2 separate regions of the Mus musculus genome follow, and region 1 is linked to region 2. Evidence: chromatin contacts called from public Micro-C data. All regions are on one chromosome and are shown on one strand. The core of a region is the stretch at or near the end of the contact, and the rest is flanking DNA. Distances in the headings are between cores, read along the strand shown.

What was found. Hi-C and Micro-C count contacts between places; a contact is called where the count stands out from the background.
Region 1: a contact with region 2 is called in a Micro-C map of embryonic stem cells, with 5 times the contacts expected there. The contact joins the promoter of Rbm3os here to the enhancer-like site in region 2. A contact is called at or near these places in 1 of 484 Hi-C or Micro-C datasets (embryonic stem cells), 3 of 115 datasets of contacts at active chromatin or transcription factors (double positive thymocytes and embryonic stem cells) and 3 of 9 other capture datasets (adipose tissue, liver and pancreatic islet).

The regions. Positions count from the first base shown.
Region 1 is chrX:8,140,326-8,148,104 of GRCm38.p6, forward strand. It overlaps Rbm3os (RNA binding motif protein 3, opposite strand), which reads left to right and starts at 5,102. Exons shown (of 3, transcript NR_033561.1): 1 at 5,102-5,406; 2 at 6,167-6,293; 3 at 7,231-7,639. Rbm3 (RNA binding motif (RNP1, RRM) protein 3) reads right to left here and starts at 5,555. Exons shown (of 7, transcript NM_001166410.2): 1 at 5,313-5,555; 2 at 4,630-4,747; 3 at 4,248-4,354; 4 at 3,523-3,622; 5 at 3,333-3,426; 6 at 2,926-3,004; 7 at 2,031-2,630. The coding sequence starts at 4,732. The coding sequence ends at 2,947.
Region 2 is chrX:8,047,706-8,054,864 of GRCm38.p6, forward strand. No RefSeq gene overlaps it. Among named protein-coding and RNA genes, the nearest start is that of Suv39h1, 23 kb to the right of the region's middle. Within about 2 kb of position 3,231, at least 8 of the 459 cell types and tissues checked have an H3K27ac peak or open chromatin away from gene starts, as enhancers often do. A contact at or near this core is called in embryonic stem cells, where this site is marked.

The DNA of each region.
Region 1 (7,779 bases), core at 3,852-6,351, 94 kb after region 2:
ATCAGGATACTGGTTTTCACATGCCCTAATTAACTATAGAGCTTGCTTTGGAAAGATTGGTTGATAGCACATATCCTGTATGCCTTTCAATGCAAAATGTGGCCTAAGTGTGTCGCTGCATTATTTAGGGACTTAATCCATTTTAAACATTTTTCTGTTTAAAACCCTAAAATCCACTGAAAAAGCAGTTCTCATTTTAAATGCTAAAACTGAGAAAGCCTGGAAACAGGGCCTAAAACCTGAGTTTTGGAGGCTGGAGTATATCTTGATAGAAAACTGCTAACCTAGCATGCAGCAAGCCCAAGGACATCGCAATCCTTTAATTGTAGCACTAAGGTGATCTGCCTATGGTGTCCGCTGTTGTGGCTCTACCTTTAATCTCTCACTGGGTGTTTGGGGAGCTTTGGACCTCAAATTTGAGTTTTACTAATGTCTGCATGACCATAAAGCTTTGCAGTGGACCTCCTGGGCCCTTTCCCTGGCAATAATTAGCACCAAGGCAAAGCTAATTATTACAATATACCTCCAGTTATCTATCTGGAAAGTAGAACAATTGTTACAGAAATATGAGGCTACTATTTTTGTTCTTTGTTGCTGCTATACACATACATATACACACACAGCTAGAAAACCATCCAACTCTTGTCATTTTGTGGTTGATGATGAACTACCACCTCAAGTGACACTGGCTTTCCTTCCTCCCCACCCCTGACCTACCTTTAGGGCAGCATGTGGTTCTGCCAGTTCCCCAAAGGCCCAGCATAGAATGCTTCCTTCCTCTGACCAAGTACCCACCTGGTAGGCTTAGCCCCAGTGCCCCATAACCTGGGCCTGGCTCATTGGTTGAGGCAGTATTCTGGGAAGTTCCTGAGTCTTCATCCACCTGCCAAAGCAAATTCATGACCATTTGGGTGGGAGAAAGGAGGAGCCTCGGGGTCTGTCCCTGCTAGTTGGGTGACTCCATGCCGAGCCTCCATGTCCCAAGGATGAAGCAAACTGGTTAGAGTAATGAATGTTCTCAAAACTGCAGCCTGGTGGTAAATGCTCAATGCTGGCCAGGTGAAAACCTAGACAACTCCATTCTAACTGGGAAGAACGAAGAAGGACTATCACCCATGGGATTCAAAGACACATACTAGAACCTTCACCTTTAAGCAAAACTGAGCAGCTAATGATAGCCCCTTCCCCCATTTTTCAAGGGCGACCATGGGCTTCTCACTTAAGACAATTTCCTGACAGAAAGTTTACCAACTGTTCTCAGTGGGTTTCTGTACTTATACATTTGACTCTCCTCCCCACATGTGGAACACTATGCTAAGGAAAGCAGAAGTTAAAGGTCAAAGAGCAGGGTATAGTGCCTACATTTGAATTCAGGAACCTGAATCCAGTCTGAACTACCTTAATCCCCATTTTTTAGTAAAGTTTCCTTTATGTCTGACATATAGCATATACCACCACTCCAGTCCCCATTAAGAAAAGTGCACTATGGGGCTGGCGAGATGGCTCAGTGAGTAAGAGCACCAACTTGCTCTTCCGAAGGTCATGAGTTCAAATCCCAGCAACCACATGGTGGCTCACAACCACCCATAATGAGATCTGATGCCTGAATCTGTAGCATATTGTACTTATATATAATAATAAATAAATCTTTAAAAAAGAAAAGTGCACTACTCTGTGTATAAGTTTACTGCCCATGTTATGAGATTAAGGCACTTATCTTCTCAGAACAATCTTGCAAGGAGGATATCCATCTACCTTGTACCCAGAAAAGCAAACTTAAAGTAATAGTTGTGAAAAGAACCAAGAAACAATTTCAGAAAACCCAATTCTAGTCAGAAGGGGACTGACTTTCATCTGTATCCATCACATTTCATGTCTCACCATATACCCAAACTAACTTCAAATTCAAGCCTCAACCCTTCTGACAGTTCCTGCCCATCCATCCCAGTATGTTTTCCAAGCTTCATCTTCCTGACTTGCCTCTCGCTCTAAATTGTAAACTGGGTTTGAATAAGGAAAAAGCATTATCAGTATTGATTTGTGTTCAGGTTTCATCTTTTAATTAGCTCCATAAAGGACATCCTAAACACATCAGACACAACAGAATACTTTTCTTCCAGTATTAAAAAATGACATTCACAAACATTTTAAAGAAGCTCTTCTATATAATCAGGATGGTGATCTTTAATAAAAAACATCTCTAAGCAATCATGATCTTGACTCGGATTGTTCATAGGTACATTCAGAAATCACTTTCTGGCCATGATAAACATTGTTTACAAGGTTTTAAAATGTCCCTAAATACACATCAACTTTAAAAACTGATTTAGCCTGGCCACTTTTTTCTTTTGGCCAGAAACAATAATCCTGAGTGCCTAAACAAAAATTCTGATAAAAGGAAAAATATTGGGACTGTAACAAATGTCTTAAAATTTGTTTTTAAAAGGGAAAAAATGTTTAAAGAACACATGGAGCTTTCTAAAAGTTCTTTAACAAACTACCTTGGGAGCTCAATTCAAAAATAGAACTTGATGTACTAAAACAGACGTTTCAGCGCAGCTCCAAAAATCTTTATAAATACAGCAATTTGCAAGGACGATCCTGGATCAGAAGTGTTATTCCTTGTGTATCTGAGAATAGTAAGAGGTAGAATTTTGATGTCAGGAAGAAACAGACTGATAACACGCTTACCTCCCAGAGTTGATAAAGATGCAGCATACCACCTCTTTTATTTCTACCATGCCCCGCCTCCGCCCCCCCTTCAACTAGCTCTGGCATGCATGTAACAGCAAGAGCACCCAAGTGGCTGGGTTAGGCATCAAGGCAGCAGAGATAAAGGGCAGTGTGGCGAGAAGAAAAGCAAAAGGGAGAAGAGGGTCTGATGATAACAGGTTGACGCAATGCCAATCTTCAGGTCTCACCTACATTTTGTGTGCATGCCCCATCTCAGTTGTCATAATTGTCTCTGTAATTTCCTCCTGAGTAGCGGTCATAGCCACCCTGGCTTCTGGGAAAAAGCGATATTGTTTTACAAGAATGTATTCTACATTGTAGACATTAAACACTAAAAACTATACATGTCATGTTTCATAATAGCAGATTCACAATAGAAATGTTAGTCAGTTTTCAGGTGATGGAGACTGTATTCTTGAGATTGGTACATGGTGGGCACGGGCAATTGACCTTTGATATATCCAAGCCACATAATACTCTTAAAAAATGTATAATAAACAGGATACATAAAATATGAGCACTATGTAAAATTCCCATTTTCAGCATAAACTAGATTTAAAAACACTGGTACCTGACTATCCCAACCTCTCAATACCCACCTGCCACTGTAGTCTCTAGACCGCCCATACCCATATCCATATCCTCCAGGACGACTGTCATATCTTCCACTTCCATATCCCTGGTCTCCACCACCTACAGAAAAATATTCAAATAGTAGCTGTTCAGACATAGGCTCTTAACATTAAATAGCGCTACTTAATCTCATAATCAAACCATGACTGCACTTACCTCTAGAGTAACTGCGACCACGCCCACCAAAGGCACCCCCTCTGGATCCCCTGGCAGACTTTCCTGCATGATCAACTCGGATTTGGCGCCCATCCAGGGACTAGGTATGGGAAGGAGACAGACACAAGGAATTGTCAGTCACAGTAGGGATGAGGGAAGAATGGGCACAGGCAGGTAGGTGTAGGCAAGAGCCCAGAAATTCCTGCTGGGCACCAAATTCTGGGTGCCTCGTCCAAGCCAAGCTCCGCTGACCAGAATGGCTTCACCAGGAGCTATGGAATCCCACAAAAAGACCTGAATCCACCGGTCTCCCCTGCTACTACTTACATCTTGACTGAACTCAGGCTGACGTATCCTCCCCACTCCTCTAAGCTGCCCGACTATTAGGGCTAGACACCTCTCTCGGTCTGAGGCTTCAGAGTCCATCCCAGCAGACTCACGAGGTCCTCTCCGGTCCTCTGCCAGGCCCACAGCTCTGCAGACTCTACTACCTAAGCCCAGAGCAGGTCAACCATCCACAGGTGGCTTCTCCGCCTCATGCAGGACCAGTCGTCGCCTCCCAGGCAGCCCGGCTCTGTCTGCCGCTGCCCTCCACCCCCTAGAACAGAAGGCAGTCATGCTCCTGTGAGTGGCCACGCTGCCCCTGGCAGACATAGAGGGAAAACAGAAAGAACGAAGAAAGTGGCAGACAGGGAGACGGCCCCTGTGCAGGCAGGAGGCCTCACCTCTCCATTCATAGCTCTCATCGCATCTGAGGCATGCTCTGGGTTTGTGAAGGTGATGAAGCCAAAACCCCGGGATCTTTGAGTCTCCCGGTCCTTGACAACAACCACTGGGGGAGGGGCAGAAAGACAAATGTTAGAACCCTAACATCTAAGTAGAAAGTAATAGCCAGGCACAGCCACAGATCAAATAGCACTTGGGAGAATTAGGACCCCGCCAACCCCCCCGCTCCTGTTTAAAAAAAAAAAAATCCTGTATCCAACTGAATTTATTTCAGCCTAACCGTTACCGTACAGACATGGAAGTTAAAGAGAATTTCAGGTTTTAGTTCTAGACTAGCTCTTCTCCACCAACCCTCAACCCCGGGGCTGGTCCATGGCTCACCCTCAGAGATAGGCCCAAAGCTGCTGAAGTGGTCTTCAAGTGCCTGTTCATCGGTGTTGAAGTTGAGCCCTCCTACGAAGAGTTTCCCTTCTTCAGACGACATGGCAGAAGGCAAGTCCTAAAGGGAGTGCACGAATTATTGGGGAGTCAATGTGGCAGGTAGTGAGGTGTACAATATCCGGATACAGAGAATTACAGCGAAGACAGAAAATGGGTTAAAAGAGACAATTCAAATGGCAAGAGGCTCGGGAGCAGAAAAGGCGGGAACCAGCAAGGCTGGGTGAGCCCATCCGCCATTTGATGACTCCTATCGCGCATGCCCACAACATCCCAGGCTGCCACGCCCGTCATTTTGTACGGTCGCGCAGGCCTACAGCAGCATTGCATTTCCTCTTTCCCCGCAGAACAAGATGGCGGCGGTCACGTGGGAAGGGACAGCCGGTACAGGTTGGCGCGTGGTCCCCGCCGCCGCCCGAGCCCGTGCCTTCCGGCATTTCTCCCGTTCCGATGCAGCACGCCCGCCTCACAATGAATACATTTTTGCCTTCGAGCCTGGGACTAACCCTCCTCAAAGCTCAAGCCCACATATCAGCGGCCACAACTCTTCCTGCCCTCGTCCCTCGCCCATAGAGGGCAAGGAAGTGAGGTGGGGAACGAGCGCTGAGCAAGGCGAAGGCGCTTACCTGGAAATTAAAAGTCAGAGGACGGCAGAGACGACGAGCTCGAAGGAACCGGGAGAACAGAGAGACTGCGGCGCGGGAAGACGCCTGATAAAGCGTGCGTAGCCGAGACGTCACACAACGTCCCCCAGCGCGCCCTGGCGTGCGTGCTCATTGGTTGAGGCCAGCGGGGGGGGGGGGTTGGGAAGAGGACGAGGAAGGCGGAGGCAGCAATTTGCCTCGCCGCTTCCGGGAATCGAGAGGAGCTTTATGAGTTCAGTGCGTTCTCCTATAAGCATCTCCTTTCTGCCCGAGAGACTGGCCCCCTTTCCATCTCAAACGGTTGGATCCATAGAGCCTTTTCCTCCCTGACGTCATTTTCAGTGTTTTTGACGTCATCTCTCCCTTTCCATAGGAAGTCCTAACTGACAGTAGGTCGGTGCCAGCGAACTGCCGTCCTCAGAAACCAATCTTTTCTTTTTAGACCTTTAACTGCATATCCCTTAAGGCCCCGAGGCCTTCAGAGTTCTTCCTGTCAAACCTTACATTTCCGAATGCTTAGCCCCTCCTCCTAACATATAGCTGTGTGTTAGCGGACTCCTTCCCTTGGTGTCATCCTCTGACTTAAGTTTGCATCCTTATCTGACAGTCTCTTTACGCCTGATAATGCGTTCAGCAAGCCAGGTAGCCTAGCTTCAAAGGATGCAAATCTCAATCCACTAAACGAATTTTACTCTCTATTCGGGATACTGGGTCTTGATCGAAAGGATGAACTTTTGCAGTACATAATGAAATCCATAGCAAGTAGTGTCTAAGTCCACTGCCTGACGATGTGATCTTTCCCAGCCTTCAGTGCCTAATAACTTGTTTGCCTCCAGGAACTCTACATTGTTGACTCCTAGAATAAATTTGTTCAACATTGTAAAGGCCTGCCTCCCACTCCTCCACCAACCCCACCACAAATCGATTTGCTACCCTTTGGATGCCATTCATCTGTAATTCCTGGTAAGCTTATTCCCACATTTCTCAGTGATTTTCATGGATTTTTATTAAATTTGTAAGTAGTTATCTTTAGTTGAATACTTTTTGTTGTTCTAATATTTCTCACCCTGTGGTCTGTCCCTCACTGTATGCTCAGGTCACCCTGGAACTCATAAAACTTTTGCCTCAGCCTCTTCAGTGCTGGGATCATCACCACAACCAGCGTGTCTGTACTTTTAAAGAAATCCTCCCTGCCCAGGTCCCAAAGATACTCTTCTGCAGCTTATTACGTTAGCTGTATACTTTTGCTTTTAGTTTAAGGTCCTCAGTCCTTCTATAGGGTTCAGCTCAGTGGCAGAGTGCCTTCCTAGTATGTGCAAGTCCCTTGGCTTATATCCCAACAAAGAGAGAGAGCTGTGTCTGCTTTTACTGTGCCATTGAACCAGATGCCTCATCACCATCTATCAGAAAACTGAGGCAGGGTTGTGAATTGGAGCTTTAACAAGTTCCAGGCTAACTTTAGCTAGCCTATGGTGAGACCCCGTATTCAAATAAGCAAACAAAAATTGGATGATTTTTGAAATTGCATTTAATGTAGAGTTGAGAATAACGTCATATTACGTGAGGGTTTAAGGTATGTGCACACTGATACTGTTCCCATTAAGATCTGGCACTTTAGTTGGGTATGATAACTTAGACCAGAAATCCTAGCACTTGGGGAGCCTGGAGCAGTAGGTTCTTGCATTTAAGGCCAGCCTGGGCTACCTAATTAGTTACACCCATCTGCCAAACTCCCAAGAAAAACGCCAGACAAAAGAATTGGAGCCTAGTTCTCTTGCCCCTTGAGTATGGACTGGACTTAGGGGAGCAATTATAATGTGCAAAATAATTGAAGCACAAGTCAGAGTGTGTCGTGACTGGGTCGCTGAAAGGCACTTTGGTTTTCTGTTCTCTCATGCAGGCTGAGCTTTCTGTGACATGTTTGCTGGTTTATCAAGAGCAGTCCTAAAGAGGGGACTAAAGTGACACGGAACTGTGATATACTGCCAAGAGGTACAGGAACAGGCCTTCCTAGAAGTGGATCCACACCTACACTACTGTGTAGGCTGACACCTGGATGGATGGTATATGAATGCTATGAATCAGAGTCACCTAGCTAGGCCAATCCCAGAACCCCGACCGTCTAAAACCACAGATGTTTGTTTTGTCTTGAGACTGTGTAACTCAATTTGTGAATTGGTGCTTAGTTCCCTTGCCCCTTGAGCCTCACACAGGCTCGAACTTAATGCATGCAGCAGCATGCCTGATATACTCATTAAGCTTTGTGCTAATTTGATATCAATAGATACCTAATACATCTTCCCAGCAAAGAGCATGAAATATCTTTATTTACATCACACACACACACACACACACACACACACACACACACACACACAGAGCAAGTGTAGGGAAGGGAGGGAGACAGGGTCTCTATGTAGACAGGGTCTGTATGTATTCTAGGTTGGCC
Region 2 (7,159 bases), core at 1,981-4,480:
CTTAACGTGTTATGGTTGTTATCATCTAGGGTTTTAGGATGTTTCGCTGAATTATTGCATATTGATAAAAATTTAAGTTGGTGGTTTTTTAGTATAGAATTTAGTTTATTCAGGGCATGGGGAGGGGAGCTAAGAGAGTAGCAGAGGCAGAGAAGGGCAGAGAGAGAGAGAGAGAGAAGGGAAGGGAAGGGAAGGGAAGGGAAGGGAAGGGAAGGGAAGGGAAGGGAAGGGAAGGGAAGGGAAGGGAAGGGAAGGCCGGCCATGACCACATGGAGAGAAGGGGAAGGGAATGGGGAGCAAGGGTCAAGATGTAAGAGAGAGGCAAGAGAGCAAGAGCAAAATGTAAGTTTTTGTTCAATTATTATATATTAATAGAAATGTAAGATTGTCCTTTAATTGTATTCTATATTGATAGAAATTTAAAGTTTTTTCTTTGAATTGTTGTATATTGATAATATTTAGGGTTTTTTGTTCATTATATATTGATAGAAAGTTAAGGTTGTTTTGTTAGACTGTTTTTGACTATATTGTACATAAGCCATTCATTGAAAGTGTGATGGTTCTTATAATTATTCCTGTTATGTATAGATTGTTAATGTTAGAAAAAAGAGCAATTAGTTTTTCTTTTTTCTTTTCTTTTTTATTTATAAGAAAAGGACAATTCTTGGGCTGGAGAGATGGCTCAGTGGTTAAGAGAACTCAATGCTTTTCCAAAGGTCCTGAGTTCAAATCTCAGCATCCGCATGGTGGCTCACAACCATCTGTAATGAGATCTGACGCCCTCTTCTGGTGTGTCTGAAGACAGCTACAGTGTACTTATATATAATAAACAAATAAATCTTAAGAAAAAGAAAAGGACAATTTTTTTTTCTTGAGACAAGGTTTCTCTGTGTAGCCCTGGCTGTCCTGGAACTCACTTTGTAGACCAGGCTGGCCTTGAACTCAGAAATCCACCTGCCTCTGCCTCCCAAGTGCTGGGATTAAAGGCATACGCCACCACTATCCAGTGAAAAGGACAATTCTTAAACAGAAAGGATGTATGAAGTGAAAACGTAAGGGTTCTTTAGAGAGTCAGTTGTGTTGGATGGCGTTTTGCTAGGCAAACACAGGAAGGAGTGTTTTCCTGAGATGGACACAGGTGAAAGGCTAAGGCAGACTCATGGAGGAATGTTTCGCTGAAGCAGACACAGGTGAAAGGATATTCTGCTAAAGCAATCACGTGAAGGGGCACGTGATGAAGGATTCTTCGCTAAGGACATGCATGTATTGGTCCACCTTACTTTGTGGAGTTGAGCTCCATTAGTCAGGGCTCCATAGAGAGAAATGCACCAAAAACACTTCTGGTGGTGTGCTTTGGAAAACACTTCTGGTGGTGTGCTTTGGCTTCTAGCTGCTTCCTCGAACTCGGGTTCATTGGCAGAGTGATGTCAGCTGAGACAGAGATGGACTCAGGTGCTGAGGCAAGACCCTTGGAGGACACGTGTTGTTTGGAGGCAGTATAAAAAGGACTCCACAGCCCGTGAAAGAGGCTGAGCTAGGTTTGCTTATAGAGCTAGCTGCGCACCACTTGTTGATCTCTTTCTTGTCTTTGCTGCTCTTCACTTCTCTGAGAGAGGTACAGCTAAGAACTCCCAGCGTTCCTCCAGATCCCTCTTGCTGACTTGTGCCGAGGCTGAGGCCTGGCTGGCTCTGCTAGCTAGTGCCACCCGCTGCTGATTCCTGTTTGCTGTACCGACTCTACCGTACTGGACTGCTGGTGTATCTGTGAAGTGTTTGCGAGTGGATCACGCTGCTGCTGCTGCTGCTAACCTGGGAACTGAACTACTGATTTTCCGACAACACAGATGGAAGTTGCTCCAAAGAGCCATTTCTAAACAGGTCCACTTTCCCCATATCCTTTCTTTCCCATTACCTCTGGTTGGTGGTGGACTACAAGGGAGGTTAAAGTGTCTGAGAACCATCATTAAAAATAAGGGTTGAGGGCTGGAGAGATGGCTCAGCAGTTAAGAACACTGACTTGAGTTCAATTCCCAGCAATCACATGGTGGCTCACGACCATTTATAGTGAGATCTATTACCCTCTTCTAGTGTGCAAGCATACATGCATACAGAACATTGTATATATAATAAATAAATATGTCTTTAAAAAAATAAGGGTTGAAGTTACAGATTTGAGAAAATGCCTCTAGAAGATCAGAGTGTAAGTAAATTGATAGGGCATTTTCTTTTTTCTTTTCTTTCTTTCTTTCTTTTTTTTTTTTTTTTTGGTTTTTTGAGACAGGGTTTCTCTGTGTAGCCCTGGCTGTCCTGGAACTCACTTTGTAGACCAGGCTGGCCTTGAACTCAGAAATCCGCCTGCCTCTGCCTCCCAAGTGCTGGGATCAAAGGCGTGCGCCACCACCACCACCACCGGCGATAGGACATTTTCTTAATTAAGAAATTAATTAATGATTAATGAGGGAGGGCTCACTGTTAGTGGGGACATTCTTCGGCTACTGGTCCTGGGTTTATAAGAAAGCAGTCTGAGCAACAGTAAGCAGTAAGGAGCAAGCTAGTAAGCAGCACCTCTCCATGGCTTCTACATCAGCTCTTGCCCAGTTTGAGTTCCTGTCCTGACTTCCTTCAATGATGAGCAGTGATGTGGAAGTGTAAGTCAAACCCTTTCCTCCCAAAGTTGCTTTTGGTCATGGTGTTTCATCAGAGTAATAGTAATTCCAACTAAGATAGACAGTATCCTAGAACTGGGGTACTCTTAGCTCCTTATGAGTATATATCCCAAAATTTTAAGTTGCTTTAATCATTCTGTGTTTTTTATCAAGATGTGGGGACTGTAATGTTGTGGGGTTTTGTTTCATGATAATGTGGTATACCATACTACTTGAAGTTTGTTAAATTTGGGGGGGACTAGGGAGTCTAGGCTCTGGGGTTCATCTCTGTGGCAATTTGAATAAAAATGGCCCCCATGTGCCCATAGGGAGTGGCACTACTAAGAGGTGTGGTTTTGTTAGAGTAGGTGTGTAGCATAGTAATTCTGGGGGCTTGTCTTCCCCACTTTTGCTCTGGAGTAAGGATGGGGTTTTAGTGCACGTGCTCTAGCCCATTTTAGCTCCTGAATAAATGACACAGGAACGTAATAAATTTATTAACAAGCTGTAGGCACTCTGCTGGGCAGATTCTCCTCTATTCTAATCCTCTGAGGCTGCCTACTTCCCAGCCACATGGCCCTTTACCCACATCGGAGGCTTTCCCCACCTTGCTCTATTCCCTGTGTCCTCATGGCTGCTCTCTCATTGCACCTCAAGGTGAGTTCAACTTGTCCCTCTTTCTCTTCTTCCTCTCTCCTTTCTCTTCCTTCCCCCCTCTTTTGGCTTGGGACCCCCAGACTGGGATGGGATGTCCTGCCCAGCTATAAGCAAAATCACCTCTTTATTAATCAATACGAGCTGTGGAAAAGAATCTTTACACATTCCTGAGACTGGAGATGCTCCAAATAGCATGACAATGCTCATCTCTGGACTGCCCGGGGAGCTCTGTGCACAGCAATCAGCATCTGAATACACAGTGCACAAACCACCACCCAATATAGGTGTGGCATCTTGGGTGAAGATGTTGCTGTAGGGGCAAGTTTTGAGGTCTCAAATGCTTTTTTTTGTTTGTTTGTTTGTTTTTGTTTTTGTTTTTGTTTTGTTTTGTTTTGTTTTTTTCGAGACAGGGTTTCTCTGTGTAGCCCTGGCTGTCCTGGAACTCACTCTGTAGACCAGGCTGGCCTCGAACTCAGAAATCCACCTGCCTCTGCCTCTCAAGTGCTGGGATTAAAGGTGTGCGCCACCACGCCCAGCAAGTGCTCAAACTTTGATAAGGTTGTAGAACTCTCCCCTCAGCTCCTCTAGTACCACATCTGCCAAACGCCGGCCACCATGCTTCCTGCCATATGGACTAAACTCTTGAAACTGTAAGTCAGCCCCAATCTTTTCCTTTATAAAAGCTCCTTTATAAAAGTTTATAAATGTGGAGGCTGGAGAGAAGGCTTAGAGGTTAAGAGCACTGATTGCTCTTCCAGAGGTCCTGAGTTTAATTCCCAGCAACCACATGGTGGCTCACAACCATCTGTAATGGGATCTGATGCCCTCTTCTGGTGTGTCTGAAGACAGCCACAGTGTAGTTCTATATCTATATAAAATAAAATCTTTTTTTTTTTTTTTTTTGGTTTCTCGAGACAGGGTTTCTCTGTATAGCCCTGGCTGTCCTGGAACTCACTCTGTAGACCAGGCTGGCCTCGTCTAAAGGCATGCGCCACCATCGCCAGCTTAAAATAAATCTTAAAAAAACAAAAGAAAACAGTCCTTTCCTTGTACCTTGCCTTTGGTGACTAGTGCTGTCCCTTTGGCCCCTGCTATTCTTGGGGTCTAACTAGAAAAACAAACCTTTGATGGTATTAAGAAGAGTATGTCTTCAGAGCTCTGCCTTGTGGAGGACTAGAGTTCTTTGGTTTTATTTGTTTGTTTTTAAGACAGGGTTTCTCTGTATAACTACCCTGGCTTTCCTGGAAGACTGGCTTTGTAGACTAGGCTGGCCTTGGGCTCGCAGAGTTCCACCTCCTGAGTGCTGAGATTAAGCCTCCACACCCGTAGAGGACTAGGTTTTAAACAACAAAGCCACTTCCAACACTTCAATTTATTTGAGCCTTAGAATCCTTTTCTCAACACTTAGTCAAAAGATACCAAGCTCCTCCAGTTCCTCCTCAGTAGGCTATCATCTCTGGGCCAACCAATCAAATCAACTCTTGGCACCTTTTAATACTGAGCTTCGATATTAAACCTAGAATCTCTGCATAGAGGGCCCATACTGATAAACTCAGCCTGATCCAGGTTCATGTTCTGTCCACCATTACCTATGCTCAGACCGCTGCTTGAATGAAATTAGCAAATCTCTTAAGTTCTTTCTTGGTGTCCTCCACCTCCCTGAGGACCTCACTTTCTCACATCTAGGCCCTTGTTACAGGTCTAGAGGCAGTGGTGAACAAAACATAGAGACATCTGCCTGATTGTCTCCTTCAAGGAAAGTCACTCCTGGCTCCATTGGGGCGGGGGGTGCAGTGGAGAGGAAAGGCCATATACATCCTCTGCTTGGGTCTGTTTTTCAGCAACTTGGGCTCTGTGGCAGCTGGAGAGATTTTTTCTTCCAGGACTCACTTTCTGATTGTTTCTGTGCATCTTGAGTTGGCTACTTTTATCAGTGAGCTCATTGTTTTCCTCTGTATTTTATCCAGAGACACCAGCATCAATATTGTCTTTGCCTTCCTAGGAAGTCTTTGCTCTGAGGAGGTCTATCAGGAATATCAAAGGATTTACTTTGCATAGCCTCGCCCTCTCCATGTTCTGCAGGGAAGGTTCCTTGAGTTGGAGAAAGAGCTCTAGATACCACAGCACCCACTAGAGAAATTCATCTTCAGGATTCTGTTTCTCCAGAACTTCTGGTACTGAAACCTGATGTTTCAGGGCTTCTCTAGGGAATTGAACCAACAGAATGAATCTGTATTTTAGAAGAGATTGTCTTGTCTTAGCATGCATATACATGCATTCTCCCTCCCACTACACACACACACACACACACACACACACACACACACACATACACATACACACACCAGCAGCACGGTCTTGTAGCAGTTAAATGACTGAGGAGGGAGGGAGGGAGGCAAGCTTTTTGGTTTTGCCCCTTGATCTTCACTCTTGTGGGCATATCTATCTCCACCTCTGCCCCTGCTGTTGACTTTGCTGATAGTTAGGTCGAACCAGCCTTAGTTAGGTCGAACCAACCTTTTCAAGTTTCCCGTACAGACCGAAGACTAGCAGCTCTTCCAGAATCTTCCAGGCCTTCAGTGCCAAACTGGGACTACTGAGATATGGCAGCCTCGTGGACTGAGCAGCTGCTAGATTCTGTCTCTCTGGAGTGATACAGCCATCATCAAACCAAGTCATAAGCCAATCTAATTTTGTTTCGTTTTCTTTCTTGGACAGGGTTTCTCTATGTATTCCTGGCTGTCCTTCCTCCAGTGCGCTATGTAGACTAGACTAGTCTGGAACCTACAGAGATCTTCCTGTCCCTGCCTCCAGAACAGCCCAATGAGTCCCATTTGAATGCATATTCATTCTGTTCTTGTAGAGAACCCCACAGGGCTCCACCGTCCTGAACGCTCTCTTGTCAGATCTCTCTTCTCTGACTCGGTTATTTTGAGGTTTTTTTTTTTCTTCTTTGCCTTTTTTTCTCCTTTTGCTGCTCTACAGATAGAACCCAAAACCAGGCTGGAAGCAGGCTATTATAAAACAAGACTACAGCCGGGTGGTGGTGGTGCATGCCTTTAATCCCAGCACTTGGGAGGCAGAGGCAGGTGGATTTCTGAGTTCCAGGCCAGCCTGGTCTACAAAGTGAGTTCCAAGACAGCCAGGACTATACAAAGAAACTCTGTCTCGAAAACAAACAAAACAAAAACAAACACAAGACTACTTCATGTCTTCGCACTTTCTGGACACAGGCACACAGCCAGTTCCCTCTCTACTTTTTGCTGCTGCTGCTGCATTTTGTCAGCCAGGTGCCTCCACCAGTATGCCAGTGTCCCATACTGTTCATAACCTCCGGCCATCAGAATTGTGAGCTGAAAAGACCTGTTTTCTGTATAAAGTACCCTGCCTCCAACATTTTGTTACAAAAACGAAATAGAACAAGACAGTGCGTTCATTTATCAAGGGGTAAGGTATCCTTTGTTTAATCAATTGCCCTAGCTTGCAAAGTATCTGCTTGTGTGGCTCTAAGATTGTGTGTGGCTTCTTATTGCAGAAGTAGGAAATGAACACGCTGTTCTGGGTTTCAATGTGTCTACATGACTGGTAGTATAGATCTACAGACACTGTGAGCTCAGCTACACACTGTGTTTCCAGTGGTGAAGCTACACTCTCTGCGCATGGGTGTGGGTGAGACTGAGAGGGTTTTGAATGTTTTATGGGTACCCTAGAATTTGTGATCTCTAAACAATTGGTATGCACATATCACAGTATGAAAAGCTTCTAAGCTGAGTTATGTGTGTGAGGGTAATATTATAGTAAATGAGCTATTTTAATTTGGGGGGATTATATCCAAATTGTTTAGTCTCATTTAAGGG